Linked DNA regions of Salmo salar: region 1 is linked to region 2. Evidence: chromatin contacts called from public Hi-C data. All regions are on one chromosome and are shown on one strand. The core of a region is the stretch at or near the end of the contact, and the rest is flanking DNA. Distances in the headings are between cores, read along the strand shown.

What was found. Hi-C and Micro-C count contacts between places; a contact is called where the count stands out from the background.
Region 1: a Hi-C map of muscle shows a contact between it and region 2, with 5 times the contacts expected there. The contact joins the enhancer-like site here to the promoter of LOC106603292 in region 2. A contact is called at or near these places in 2 of 3 Hi-C or Micro-C datasets (gill and muscle).

The regions. Positions count from the first base shown.
Region 1 is chrssa04:47,621,012-47,625,532 of Ssal_v3.1, reverse strand. The region is part of intron 7 of LOC106603292 (RNA-binding protein Musashi homolog 2); the gene reads right to left. Among protein-coding and RNA genes, the nearest start is that of LOC106603293, 170 kb to the left of the region's middle. Within about 2 kb of position 3,107, at least 1 of the 13 cell types and tissues checked has an H3K27ac peak or open chromatin away from gene starts, as enhancers often do. A contact at or near this core is called in muscle, where this site is marked.
Region 2 is chrssa04:47,401,511-47,406,131 of Ssal_v3.1, reverse strand. LOC106603292 (RNA-binding protein Musashi homolog 2) reads right to left here and starts at 2,920. Exons shown (of 14, transcript XM_045717026.1): 1 at 2,676-2,920; 2 at 2,295-2,335; 3 at 1,937-2,018; 4 at 1,396-1,480. The coding sequence starts at 2,737.

The DNA.
Region 1 (4,521 bases), core at 1,858-4,357, 220 kb before region 2:
CATGGGAGCAGGGGCCTTAGCATCTGAATTTCATTAAATGCATTTTGTGTTCGCTTCATTGAAATTTCACTGTATAACAAGACCTCGTTTTTATGTTAATGCAGGACTCGGCATATCTGAATGTGTCATTGACCGTGGGATTTTTGGAGGTATTTATAAGAGAAAAGCTTAACCCCTTCCTATATCAAGGAGACAAGGCCATGAGACAAGACGACTGCAGCCTTGGCGCACCAGGGAACGGCTATGCTCTTTTCTCGGCTGTTTTGATGGCTGACGCACAAAGCAATCTGCCTTCTTTATGGCGCGGGTTCAAAGGGAAAATTATTTTCTATTGCATTGTGTTAGAAAGGAAGAGCTAGTGTGGAAACACAAAGAATGTGGAATAAAAGAACAAGTGGGAATGAATGAGAAGCAGCTCCTATTCAGCCTGTAGTACTGTATACAGCAGACAGACAGACAGACAGACAGACAGTAAAGATCACCTCAGTCTGGGCTTCAACAAGCATTACCATAAATGTTTTTATTTAACTAGGCAAGTCAGTTAAGAACAAATTGTAATTTACAATGACGGCGTACCCCGGCCAAACCCGGACGACGCTGGGCCAATTGTGTGCCGCCCTATGGGTCTCCCAATCACAGCCGGATGTGATACAGCCTGGATTCAAACCAGGGACTGTAGTGACACCTTTTGCACTGAGATGCAGTGCCTTTGACCGCTGCGCCACACTGGATAAACACATAAACACATAGCTGCTGCTCTAAAGTCATTCTCACACATCATAATCCAGTCATTATAATGGAGCTCAACAGACTATGTGATGAAGAGATATGGATTTTCATTCACCAATAGAAGACAAGGGGTTAAACAGGCCATGTAGTCTTAGCTTGAATATATTGAATATGGTTAATACATTGCCAAACTGAACCTATATCATACCCATACCTTCTACCCCCAAGCCATAAGACTGCTAATAGTTAACCAAATCGGGACCTGGACTATCTGCATTGACCTCCCCTTTGCACTAACTCTTTTGACTCATCACATACATGGCTGCTACTGTCTATCCTGCTGCCTAGTCACTTTACTCCTACCTATATCTTTACTTAACTAGGCAGGTCAGTTAAGAACAAATTCTTATTTTCAATGACGGACTAGGAACAGTGGGTTAACTGCCTTGTTCAGTGGCAAAATGAAAGATTTTACCTTGTCAGCTCAGGGATTCGATCTTGCAACCTTTCGGTTACTAGTCCAACACTCTAACCACTAGGCTACCTGCCACCCCTATATGTACATATCTACCTCAATGACCTCGTACCGCTGCACATTGACTCGGTACTGGTACCCCGTGTATATAGCCAAGTTATCATTACATATGATGTATTTAGTATTTTTATCTTTCTATTATTTTTCTATTTCTCTCTGCATTGTTGGGACCTTTGAGTCATCTCAGAGTGTGTTGTGCACATTAGTCACTTTCACATGCACTTAGAGACACTCCTAAAGCTCTCTATAGAATGACTGCTGCTGTTTACTGTAACCACATGGCCCAGGGGCAGGTTTAGTGTTTCATGTTACTGTAACCACATGGCCCAGGGGCAGGTTTAGTGTTTCATGTTACTGTAATCACATGGCCCAGGGGCAGGTTTAGTGTTTCATGTTACTGTAACCACATGGCCCAGGGGCAGGTTTAGTGTTTCATGTTACTGTAACTACATGGCCCAGGGGCAGGTTTAGTGTTTCATGTTACTGTAACCACATGGCCCAGGGGCAGGTTTAGTGTTTCATGTTACTGTAACCACATGGCCCAGGGGCAGGTTTAGTGTTTCATGTTACTGTAACCACATGGCCCAGGGGCACGAACACCAAACTGGATTAATTTCGGTGCAATAGGGACAAGGCAGGATTTGTATTTCTAATGTCCTTGAGGAGTGTTGGTGAGATTAACTGTCTATGCAGGGCAGAAAGTGCAGTGTTCTAACTACTGTCATGGGAGGGAACTCAGGCCAAGTTTGATGACTTCCTCTAGAAGCTCGTCAGGACATCCTGGGGAAGCTGGTGGGAAGCAAAGTTGGTTGCCCCACCCTCCTCCCAACCCTCACTACTAATGCCTGGGTTTTATGGCTGTTTCAAAAGTCTTTCTCTCACCCTCTTTTCCCTTTTTTTCCTAGTTTCCTTGTCATTACTAATGCCAGAGGATGTCACTGAAACATCTATAGTGCAAAAGGAACTTACAAAACCCAGGAAAAGCTACATCATTAAGGTTGAATGAAAATGAATGAATATGCTGATAAATCATGAACAGCTATTCATTTGATGCATTCTATGTCAGACCGAGAGAATATCAATTTGAGAAGTGACGTCTTGGCTTGCCGTAGGCTGCCTGCCTGTGAGTGTTTCTGTGGGCGAGGCTGAGAAGCGGTGGCGGGAGCTGGAAAATTGGAAGATGCAGCTTGTTTTCCAGCTCGATCCACCTCCCCCTCGTCGGCGGCACAAGGACCACTTTTGACAACCAACAAATCAGCCGTCAGGAGCCATTTGTCACAGCGGAGTGCGGGAGGAGAGAGTGGCGGCTGGGTGAGCAGACCAAGAGAGCAGAGAGCGAGAGAGAGAAAGCGAGAAACAGGGAGAGGGGTTAACATACCTGCCCTCTCTGCAGGAGAGCTCTACTGTCATCGCACTCCTTCCCACTGCCACACACTGAGAGAGGCAGCTCCTCTATTAACTGACAGCACAGTTTCCACTGCACTATTACACCCTGTGTGGTCAGGGCCAAGCCTCCGTCATCACCACCCACCAAGCACTACCACCACTGGCCCACAGAGGGAGCTGCTGAGACCAGCACTTTGGATATGCTTCTACACCCAAGACTAAGACTAAATAAATCATAGGCTGCTGACCTAAACATCTCACTGCGTGCCCACTCAACAAACACACGCTCCTACCACACAAACTCATGACACACTGCTATACAAATGCAAGAGCAAGTAAATGAAAGATTATTTTGTTTAATCAAAGCAAACCACATTCTAATCAGTGTATTGAATCCAATTAGGTCAAAGAGCCAGCTCCAGTTGCCAGGGCCCTTATTATGGCAGATGTAGAGAGTACTCCCTGTAACCAGAGAGTCTGGCTCAGTCTTACTGGGAGTTATTCATAACCTGAGCCCATGATGTTCTATTAGAGAAACAACCCACTGATCCATACACTCACTACAGCCACCACAGAGCCTCTGATACCAGTGAACAGGCTCTACTGTCTGATGGATATTCTCTACTTCTGGCTGGGTTGTATTGTCTTCCAGGATGACAGAAACACAGAACAACACCCCTCACCAGCCTGGGCCCTCCCACAGGGGCTGTCTGACCCGCTACCCCTATATTGGTCTTCCACCCCTCGCTCCTCTACCCTACTTACAGACCCAACAGTTACAGGCACACAAGCCCTCTCCCCTTCCTTCCCTCCACTCATCCTCCCCCATCCTCCCTTCCTCTCATCCTAGGGTGTCAGATAGAGGTGTGGATTCCTGTCTGCTAATCCTGGGTGGGTATTCCTGTTCTGTTGCCCCAACACGGCAGGAGAGCAGGACTACAGTTTTATCAGATTATTAAAGAGGAGCAGGAATCAATAGAGACAGGGAGAGGTGCCAACACCTTCGCTGGGACAAAAATTTAAACAGACTAATGACAACACATGGATTTTCAATGTGAAGGCTGGCAATAAGTGTTAGTGGCTGGCTGGCTGGCTGGGTGGCTGACTGGCTGGGTGGCTGCTGCAGAGGTGAGGGGTCTTGGCTGTATCTTACACTTGTTAGAGAGTGGCAGGCCTAGCCCCGTCCCCCGTCTCCACTGAGCTACACCCAGGCCACGTTCACAGCCTCTCACCAGCAGCACACAGCACACTGCACACACACACTCTCCCTGCCTGCATAATGCCATTTCTCCGCAGAGAGAGAGAGAGAGGCTACGCAAATAACATTAAAATGCTAAATCAATGAAACGTCAAGTGACCTTTGCTTAAAAAGCTGATTCTGCCAGAGCCACTTTAATGTATTTAAAGTAGAACAAGAGCAAATCAGATGCTGTAGCATTCCGGAGAGTTTTCAATCGTAATTTTCTGGCAGACACTAAAGGGGACTTAGTAATAAATGCAGAAAACTTTACTTTTCAGTTGACTTAACTGGCAGCCCCTGTTTAAAATCCAACTTTAACATATTACTCAACTCACTCTTTTTAGCACCTGGGAATTACAAATTAGGCTAAATCGTTTTCTCTGTTAAGTTTCCCTGAGTGTGTGGCACCGTTTACATACATAAATAGCTAATGTGGGTAAGGCTGTAAAATAACGTGGACCTCAGCACATGGAAATGTTATCCTCGGTTAAGGTGTAGGACATGTTTTATCACCTTCTTAAAGGTTGCATTATGAGGAACGATCACACACAGCATCAATAACCACAATCCCCTGGGTACAGTGGAGCAGACAGATTCTAGTGATGTGCCAGTGCCATCTCCTTACATGAAA
Region 2 (4,621 bases), core at 1,671-4,170:
CATTGTACATCCCAATATTATCTGCAACAGCTTACAGGTGCTAGTTTCCTTTTATGACATGCAAAACATGAACCCGCTCCTCTTTCACTTTCAAGTATCAAGATAAAAACGGAAAGCTTTTACAAGCACCCTCCAGTGACTTGCCAGTCAGGTCAGGACAGCCTTACAACAAGTTATAGCACTGCTTTCAGCCAGGCTCCACTGTAATTGTACACTGCTTGCTGAAGTACAATAGGTTTGTCTTTCCAAATATATCTGAAAGACACTCCCCTCTGAACTTGACTTTCACAGAAGGCTGCAAACAAAGCGTTTATTTCTCAGTTTGGACTATTCCATTTCCAGAGCTGTGTGAGCATGACTGGATATCACCACCCACTGAGCAGATATTTCAGACAAATATGATTTCATCTGAACGCTGTCTAATTCACCGCTACACAGATTACTGACATGCTTAATTATTCATCTACTGCCACATTTCAAAAGGGAAGCACAGCACAATAGTTCAAGGCTTGGGGATGGGAATGCCATGTGTGTGTGTGTGTGTGTGTGTGTATGGATGCCTTGGTCTGGTGGAAAAGTACATGAGATAAAGTGATGGGAGAAGCACCAGGTTTGTTGATATTATAAGACAGAAAATAGGTTTTGGTAATTGGGAAGGTGTTGGCATTTTATAGATTTGACAATGCACTGTTCCTTAAACTTAGAAGCAACAGTTCTAATATTTCAAATACACTTATGTATAAGAAGCATCCACTGACGTAAAGAAAGACCAAATCTATGTTGAGATTTACAGGATTAATGGACCCTTTGGACATCAACAATTATTTAATAAAATCACATTTGTAACTTTCCACTTCCAATGATGCGATATACATCAAATTGACTAGAGTGACATGTATGATCTGAAAGGTCATACGCATGGACGTGGGAGGTCTGTGAGAGACATGGGATATGTGCACATGTGGAGCCCTAATGGTAATGGGGAAAGGGGGCATGAGAGCTTAATTCACTCAGAAAAGGGAATTTGAGCAGACATGAGATTCACCTCTGAGTGGTGTTTTACTGTAAGAGTTTGCATGGAGGAGGCAACGCTGTTATCGTGGGCTAATTCCACATCTACAGCTATGATAAAATGTATGGTTTTACCAAAGAGGTCTTTACCAAGAGGGCCAACCCAGTGACCGGTACATGGCATTCTGAGATGCCACCTGCCACACATGGATGTACTGCAGTTGTTGTTGGTTTCAATGTGGTATTATTTTTCTATGTGGAACTTATATTACAGTATTATTACAACTCAAGCATGCCTGTGAAATGAAGGCAATGATGAACATTTAAAATGTGCAACACAGACAGTAAAATATCATTGCAAATGACATCAAAACACAGACATACCGTCTTTGAGTCTAATTCGTGGTGTGGTTGAGCTAAGACTTTATCTACACTGGCAGCATCTGCAAACGTAACGAACCCAAATCCTCTGCAAAACAAAGAAACACAAAGAAACATCAATTAGATCACACATTATTTATGCAAATGAGAACATAGAATATAAAGTCAGCTGTTTCTCTCAGTGCATTAACGTGTATCAGGAATTTCATTAGCTTTCAAAAAATAGAACTGCACACACATGTACTTACACTATCCTAATTAAACACTATTCATTCAGACGATAGAGATACGACTATCCTGAATTATAGATTACTATAGTAATTGCGGGCACTGATATTTAAGTTATATGACGTTATTGCAGTCCCAATTGCCAAAGTCAATGTCAAATTGCATTTGCCCGCAGTTTACTGCGAGCAATACAGCTGCAGCTATCTCTGCGAAACACAACGCGGGACAAACAGCCCGGGTTAAAATGTGGCATGTACACAAGTGTAGGATATAATTTCATCTACTGGAAAGCAAAAGTAAAAACCTTTTATTTTACCTGGAACGTTTTGTCGTGGGGTCTCTCATCACCATACATTCTCTTATTTCTCCGAATTTGCTAAAATAGTCTCTAAGGCTGTCTGTGAATAGAGGAAATATATTGGGTAATTAGTCAAGTACAAATGGTCGTCATACTGTTGTCAGTGTGATTCAAACACGCCCTGCAATGCACATAGGGGTCGAATAGAGGACTTCAGATGATTGGAAATAACAAACAACCTTGCACGCACACAGGCACACACATATCCATATAGTATACTGCACACACGCACACACAGAGAACGCGTGCAAGCACAATCGATCGTTGCAACAAAACAACATGAAACATGGGACATGTAAGGGAATAATTGTCTCACCTGGTGAGGTTTGCCAACTGAGGCCACCGATAAACATTTTACTGTAAGAAGAAAACATAGCAGAAGTGAGTCCAGATGTTAGATCGGCCATTTTGAAGACTAACTACTTATAAAAGCGATCTTAAATAGAGAAGCAAAAAAAAAAAAACATTCGCTCGATAGCAATAATGTATTTTGTTAAAAGGGGGAGGCCACACTTGCTACTGTAATCTACCAAAGCAAAGCAGAAGCCTCGTAGCCATCACTAACTGCATCCGGAAGGAAAGACCAATGGTTATGTGCGCACTGCAAACTGAATCCAGCACGGCATAGTGCTCCTTCCTCTGCCAGATAATCTCACATGAAAAATCCAATAAATAATCGAAAATGTTATAATCTTACCCGGGGTCATGTTGTGAATCATTTGGGCTTCCAGATGTGGCTTGACTCCCGTCTCCTTCCATAGCTAACCAAACTATAGGCAGTAACTACAGTAACAGACACACACACACAGACACGGCAAAAGCTATGCAAAGCCCCGCTATGAGAATATTACTGAGCCGGGAATGGAATCGTCACACGTGGGATCAACTCAGCCTAGCTCCCTCCCTCTCTCTGCATACCCTCCCTTACCCCCTACTGGGCGGGGCGAGGGCTCGTCACCTAACCAATCCAATTGACGTCAATACAGAAACCCGCCTATAAAATTCAGAAAACCACGCCCCATATCGGTCATAACGTTCCTATGACAATGTAACAATTGATTAGTTAAAATGTCGATATACATTTTTTTTACATTCCCTAATGGCAACATTTTATTCAATGCATAATTTCCTTCCAGGGCGCACATGCAATTAGAGAAACGATCAATTATATTTGCAAAAAATCAATTCAAATCAAAGTTTCTTGGTCGTGTACACAGATTATCGCAGGTGCCGCGAAATGCTTGTTTCTAGCTCCAACAGTGCAGTAATGATACCAGTCAATACGCACACAAGCCAAAAAGTAAAAAGAATTAAGAAATATCAGAATAAGAAATGTAAGATTCCATAAAAAAGTATATATATACACACACACACACACACACACACACACACACACACACACACACACACACACACACACACAGATAGACAATATGAATAGAAAAGGTGTGTACAGCAGCTTTATACAATACAGTATTTACATATAAATAAAGTGGGGAAAACAGCATGTAAACATTATTAAAGTTACCAGTATTCAATGACTATGTACATAGGACAAAGGAGTCTCTAAGGTGCAGGGTAGAGTACCGGGTGGTAGCAGGCTAGTAACAGTGACTAAGTTCAGGGCAGGGTACTGGGCGGAGGCCGGATAGTGCTGACTGTTTAACAGTCTGATGGCCTGGAGATAGAAGCTGTTTAAAAGTCTCTCGGTCCCAGCTTTGATGCACCTGTACTGTCTCAGCCTAGATGGTAGCGGGGTGAACAGGCTGTGGCTCAAAATAAGCATATTGGCTATTACAGATGTTAAGCTATACTATTGATATATATTGTGAATAACTAATTGTTTGCGCCTTTAAATGACCAATATTATCATTATTTAACCTAAACAAATGCATTAATATTTTATGCATGTTTGTATGAATGTGTACAGTAGATTATTAATATTTAACTCTTGCAGAGACAGGTTAAAGTAGATCTACGGTAACACAGTATTAGCCTGCAATATGTGTTGTACTATACTATATAGAAAAGGGCTATATTTCTAATAACCACAGGTACACTGCAGAGCTATGCATAGAAGGGGGATATTTTGCTCAAATGGTGTTCAAATTGTTTTCATAAATGTGTTACCTCACATCCCCTATAATCACTTATAATAAGAGACTATTTTAATAGGAAAACATTTTAGCATTGTATTCCATGTTGAATTTTGAAACACTACAGTACAAGAAACGCAGTCCACCTGAAGATGAAAAAGGAGAGAAAAAGAGAGGTGGATTTAATTGTAACCTCTGAATATGCATGTTCATTACTCAGTAACTGGGGGAAGCGGGCCTTGTTTTCCATTAAATCTGAACACAAGTGAGAGCTCAATTAAAGCTGGATGCTCAGTGGATTTCAAGTCATGGTACAGTGATTGCTGTTCATTTCCTTACTGCGGCCTGAGACGGAGGGAGGAAGACGCACGCACACAATCATTTATCTATTTTTTTTAGAAGAAGAACACTTTTAAGGCATGTCACACACTCAGTTCCTGGAATGAATAGTTTTTTCTTCAGTAGAACCCTTGTAAGGCACTTAGAACCGGTTGCAAAGTGATGTCATTGCTGACTTTGAACTGGTTTGTCTATGAGAGCTAGTTTC